2 separate regions of the Mus musculus genome follow, and region 1 is linked to region 2. Evidence: chromatin contacts called from public Hi-C data. All regions are on one chromosome and are shown on one strand. Each heading gives the region's core, a stretch centred on a gene start, on an enhancer-like site or on the middle of the called end of the contact. The rest is flanking DNA. Distances are from core to core; before and after follow the strand shown.

The links. A called contact is a pair of places that touch in the nucleus more often than the background predicts.
Region 1: a contact with region 2 is called in a Hi-C map of CD4 T cells, with 2.9 times the contacts expected there. The contact joins two enhancer-like sites. A contact is called at or near these places in 1 of 484 Hi-C or Micro-C datasets (CD4 T cells) and 2 of 115 datasets of contacts at active chromatin or transcription factors (bone marrow-derived macrophages and memory CD8 T cells).

The regions. Positions count from the first base shown.
Region 1 is chr8:36,121,193-36,123,892 of GRCm38.p6, forward strand. The region is part of intron 3 of Prag1 (PEAK1 related kinase activating pseudokinase 1); the gene reads left to right. Among named protein-coding and RNA genes, the nearest start is that of Prag1, 28 kb to the left of the region's middle. Within about 2 kb of position 1,354, at least 186 of the 459 cell types and tissues checked have an H3K27ac peak or open chromatin away from gene starts, as enhancers often do. A contact at or near this core is called in bone marrow-derived macrophages, where this site is marked.
Region 2 is chr8:35,632,804-35,635,503 of GRCm38.p6, forward strand. The region is part of intron 1 of Mfhas1 (malignant fibrous histiocytoma amplified sequence 1); the gene reads left to right. Among named protein-coding and RNA genes, the nearest start is that of Gm16793, 45 kb to the left of the region's middle. Within about 2 kb of position 1,323, at least 129 of the 459 cell types and tissues checked have an H3K27ac peak or open chromatin away from gene starts, as enhancers often do. A contact at or near this core is called in bone marrow-derived macrophages, where this site is marked.

The DNA of each region.
Region 1 (2,700 bases), core at 104-2,603, 490 kb after region 2:
CAGCATGGGGTTATAGACATATACCAGCCTACCCGACTTCTACCCTCTGGTGTTTTCTAATGTGTTTGTAGATATTAGAGGAGAATATTTCAAAATGAGCATGCCAAAGAAAGCCTGTGATTTGTTCTTCTGTCCCGTGCAAGTGACAGAAATATGGCAAGCAAGATAAAGAATCCCTGTGGGCACTCGGTGTAGGAGTCTGCATTCAGCTGTCGCAATGATAACATTGTTCTAGAAAGAGTCTGAGCCAGAATTGCAAGACGTTCTAACGTAACGACGTGGCTTGTGTTCTCCCTAAAATAGCTTGAGAAATATTTTCCTACCATTTGCAGGTTTGTCGAAGCACAGGGGTTATGCCGATCCCATTCATGGTTGCATCCTCCAGCAACACCCAGCACAGAGCAGGCAACGTGTGTGTGTGTGTGTGTGTGTGTGTGTGTGTGTTGTCAGGGATCTTAGAAATGCTACTGCAGATAGACAGCAAGGAGAATGTGTTGCAATTAACTCGGACATCTGAAAGAAACTCCAAAAGGGGTGTTTCTATCTACCAAGCAAATCTGAATGACTTAATTAATTTTCAGAGAGGGGGGGGCCTTAGTACTAGAAAGTAAGTAGAGAAACGTAATGTATTTTTAGAGCCGGCCAAAAAAGACAATTGGTGATTAAAGGCGCGGGTCAGAGGCAGAGCCGTCCCTGCTTTCCTGTGCTCCCTCAGGAAGTGCATTTTATAGAAAAGTCAGAGAGGAACTAAGGGAAGCGGAGCTGGGAGCTGGGGACTCACAGCAGTAGAAGAACGCACTCTGGACCACAGCTGGAGCTCCATGCTACCTGAAGTCACTGGCTGGCTTGAAGTCACTGGCCGGCCTGTCCCGGGGCTTGCCAGGCCACCCTGATGAGGATCACATCTCCGGCTGGGGGTTAGCATGGTAAGAGCTGTGTGTTCACTGGTCATTGAGGCATTAGCCGATGGCTCGAATCTGAAGCCAATGCTGAGTGGTTTTGAAAGGTGCGCAGAAATGTTTAAGAGGCTTCTACTTCTGGGACAGGAATGTTAGTCTTTTATAAGTTCTCTCATTAGGTCTTTGACATGTTATCACTAAACTTAAAGGGAGATGTGATCTATTCTAGCCATTTGGTGGTGTGTTTGTCAAAATTAAAGGAGTTTGCTTCAAACGCCAATACAGGGCTTATTTGTCTTTTCAAATGTGTAGCTACGGAGGCAGGAAGCTCTTGGCTAAGTGTGTAGGAAGTAAACTAAATCCAGCTGGGAGAATGAGTTCGCTTCCTCAGTCACACTGTGTACTGTGCTGTCACCAGGGGCGGCAATATGAAGCTGAAGATACGGCCTCATGCCACACACTGGCACATGGCCTCCGTGAAGGATTGCAGCCATTCTGAAAGCTCTCATTCCGGAGACTCTGAGGGTATTTTTAGATGAGGCCTGTCCCCATGAATGAGGAAGTCTGGCAGATGGCTCTTCCGGCTGATTTTTTTTTTAAGCTTTCTCCCAGCGTAGTGTAGAGATCACTCTTACAAAACTTCGCTCTCTCGGGACAATGGAGGGAAAAGCCATTCTGAAAGCACCCGGTAGCAGCTGCAGAGTGAGATGTGGTTGGGTGCCGTGCCACCGAGTTCTGCGTTTCTACACAGATCTGCCGTGACCTTGCACACAATGGACAGAGGGAGTTGGGAAAGGAAGTCTGAGCAAGAATAGGTCGTGTGTCACAGCACGGAGCAGACATCATGGGGCTTATTTCCCCCACCGAAGAGGAAAGACTAGTGTATGTGGGTTTTGTCCATTGAAGTTACTTCCTTAAGTCATGGGACGACAGATTTCATTTGATAGAGGGTTTGCACCAGCTTGGGGAATCAAAATCAAAACAAATCAAATTATCGTTATTAGTGGAGCCTTGTTATACATGGTTAACCCACGCCTGTTGGCGCTTGGCCTTACATCTGACAGAACACTCTGCTGAGGCTCACAAGCTACCTTTGGGATTTTAAGCTTTTTATTTTTTTTCTCAGAGAGTCTTAAGAAGTCTGTTGCACACACAGACCGAAGAATCAAAACCGTCTTGATTGTAAGACTGGGCTTTGATGGCAAGCTTGCCTTTCATTTTAAAATGTGATGTGGTTTGGCTCATCCCCTGATTAAAGTGGCAATCTTCAAAGAGGTCAGGTGGCCCAGGTTCCCAGGGTGCCAGCTGTTGATGCTCTTCTGGGAGCACCATCGCTTCTGGGAGTTGGATGCTCTTTTTTTGGTTTTGTTTGTTTGTTTGTTTGTTTGTTTGTTTGTTTTGATTGGATATTTCATTTATTTACATTTCAAATGCTATCCCTTTTCCCAGTTTCCCCTCTGCAAACCTCCTATCCCATTCCCCCCTTACCCTGCTCCTATGAGATGCTCCCTCATCCACCTACCCACTCCGTCCTCACCGCCCTAGCGTTCCTCTACACTGGGGGATCAAGCCCTTACAGAATCAAGGGCCTCCCCTCCCATTGATGCCAGAAAAGGCCCCTTCAGCTCCTTTAGTCCTTCCCCTCACTCCTCCCTTAGGGTTCCTGTGCTCAGTCCAATGGATGATTGTGAGCATCCACATCTGTATTGGTCAGGATCTGGCAGAGCCTCTCAGGAGACAGCTCTTGTCAGCAAGCACTTCTTGGCATCCAAAATAGTGTCTGGGTTTGGTGTCTGCATGT
Region 2 (2,700 bases), core at 73-2,572:
TTTGGAGATTGTGGAAACGGATAGTTCTTGAGTTCTGCCCTTCCATTCTGATTTATCCTCACTGATCTTAGTGTGACCGTTAAATTTAGTAGATATTCCTGTATCTCATTTAAGATGGGGAACGTAGGCATGATAGAGCTGATGTTGTGGGGGGGGGGGGCAGCACAAAGGAGAGGTGGGTGAGTGAGCCTTGGCCTTGCCCCTCCCCTGCCTCTGTCTTGTTCTCACTTTCCACCCTTGGGGCACCCACACTGTGTGTAGTTCTCTCTTTGGAACAGAGCCTCTCTCTCTCTTGCTTTCTTCTCTTATTCTTTGGTGCACATCAGACACCTGCTTTCTGGGGTTGGTTGGTTGTTGTTCCCCCCCCCCCCCCCCGCCGTTAGTCAAACCTGGTAATTTTTCAGTAAGAAGTACAAGGGAAGAAATGGAGAGATGATGCGCAAGGCATCTTCATGCCCCGGAGCACTGGGTGGGAAAGGCTGTCAGCCACTGTCCTGGGATTGTTTAGGGATGGGTTAAGGGGTTACCAAGCGTGGTGAGTGCCTCTCAAGCTTCACTGTGCCAGGAGGAAGAGGAGCTAAGGAGATAATTCAGTGCATAAGAGCGCTTGCTGCACACACGGGAGGACCTGAGTTCATGTCGTGTCAAAGACAATAATTAAAACCAGCCGGGTGTAGTTGCACAGGGTGTACCTGTGACCTCCAGCTTGTGGAGGGTGGAGCTTGATAGCTGCTAGCCTGGCTTCACAGTCCGTGAGAGACCTCATCACAGAGGAATGAGTCATGGAGAGATAGAGCAGGACACTAGGCATCCTCCTCTGACCTCTCCATGTACACACAGATGTCATGCATGCCTGTACCCTACTGTGTGTGTGTGTACTACCCATATATGCTACAAACACACACACACACACACATATACACATATATGCACAGACACACACAAGCACACATGCACACACACACACCCTGCATAAAATAACCCTCAAACTTTTACTGTGTTCACCTAGCTCCTTCAGATGGAGGTTCTGAAGGGTGTGTGTTGGTGTGTGTCAGTGTGTGTCGGTGTGTGTCGGTGTGTGCGTGCATGAGCGCACAGGGGTGGGATTCGGGGGAGGGGAAGCTCGGGACCACGGCTGCAGTTCCAGGACTGAGTTTCTGAGCAGCTTCAGGTGAAAGTATCTCAGCCTGCCATGCGAACATTTAGTAAGACTTACGTCTGCCTCCCAGTCACTTTGAAGCTATGATTCACTGCTCGCAGAGGAAGCGATAGCATCTAAAATTAGATTCTTCGATTGTAGCCACTCCAGAAGCAAGGGTGGGGTGCACTTCCCCTTTTGGGGCTCCCCTTGAAGACTGACACTGGGCAGTCCTGTAGCTCACGTCAGGTCACTGCAGGGGCAGAGCATCTTTGCACTCTGCCACACATTTTTTTGCTCTAGAGGCAAACCCTAGTTATTTTTAACCTCACATCTTGATGAGGCTGGGATGAGGTTAATTTTTAGTAGTGGTGCAGAACACACATCCGTCTTTTTTTTTTTAAAGAAATGCATAAAACCTCATATGGAGTTGTCAAAATAGGATGGCATATTTCATAAAAATATGAAGCAGGATAAGGAGTGGTTTATACCGGGTAAGTGTGGTGAGATTGTCTTTTGTTTTGTTCAGCACATAGGCAGTCCCGGGTGCAGTGGAATAAGTGAGGTTTCATTAGGGGCTGCGAAGTGAGACCTGCTTTCTCTGAGGTTTCTGCAACCCAGAGGAGTTCTCTAAGGCATTTAGGGTCTTGGCATTAGCATTTCTGAACAAACGTCTTCTGATCTATCTGAAAAGGTGCTGCCAGTTCACACGGGCTCCTAAAGTTCAGTGTGCTTGCTTCAGGGTTGTTTTGACCACAGAAGAAATATGATCACAGTTCATATTAAAGAAAGGTTACAAAAACAAACCCAACAACAACAACAACAACAACAACAACAAGCAAAGCCAACGAAACTGACACATGTGGTTTGGGCTGAGTTCTTTACTACATAAGAGAAAAAGCATCATTGTTCAGCGCCCACCCCTGAGCTGTTTTTCCCTCTTGTCTGTGTGGTGTGGGCTGGGGCTGGAGCCCAGATACACATGTTAAGCTTGCACTGTGTATCTGAGCTGCATTGCTAGCCTACTTCGGTGTTTCTAACGCATACACGTGAGGAGATGTTGCATATTTAGCTTGCTGGTCCTTATTAGGGAGGTTTGCTTTGTAATTGCCCAACATCCAATTGCTATCTAGTTATCCAGGGTTAAAGAAGACATTTAAAATGGCATGTACAACAGAGCTTCTTAATATCTGAGTTTGCATGTAAAATCACAGGTTCAGCTGTTTGTTTTTCAAATGAAGATGTGTATATCTATCTTGCCAGCCCAAGGTATCATAAATCTTAGTGTTGTAGTTTGTCAATATTATTCTCATTTCTTAATAGCATTTTCTCCGCAAGGGCTGGAGACATGATTCAGTGGTAGGCTGATGGTCTGGTGTGCTCAAGGCTCTAGGTTTGATTGCCAGGACTGAGAAGGCCAGCAACAAAACAGCTGCATTTGCCTGGATTTTAATGAATTAGTTAATGAATTAATGGGCAGGGCCTCATTCTGTAGCTTAGGCTTATCTAGAACATACTATGTAGCTCAGGCTGACTTCTTAGCTTACAGCCATCCTCCTGCA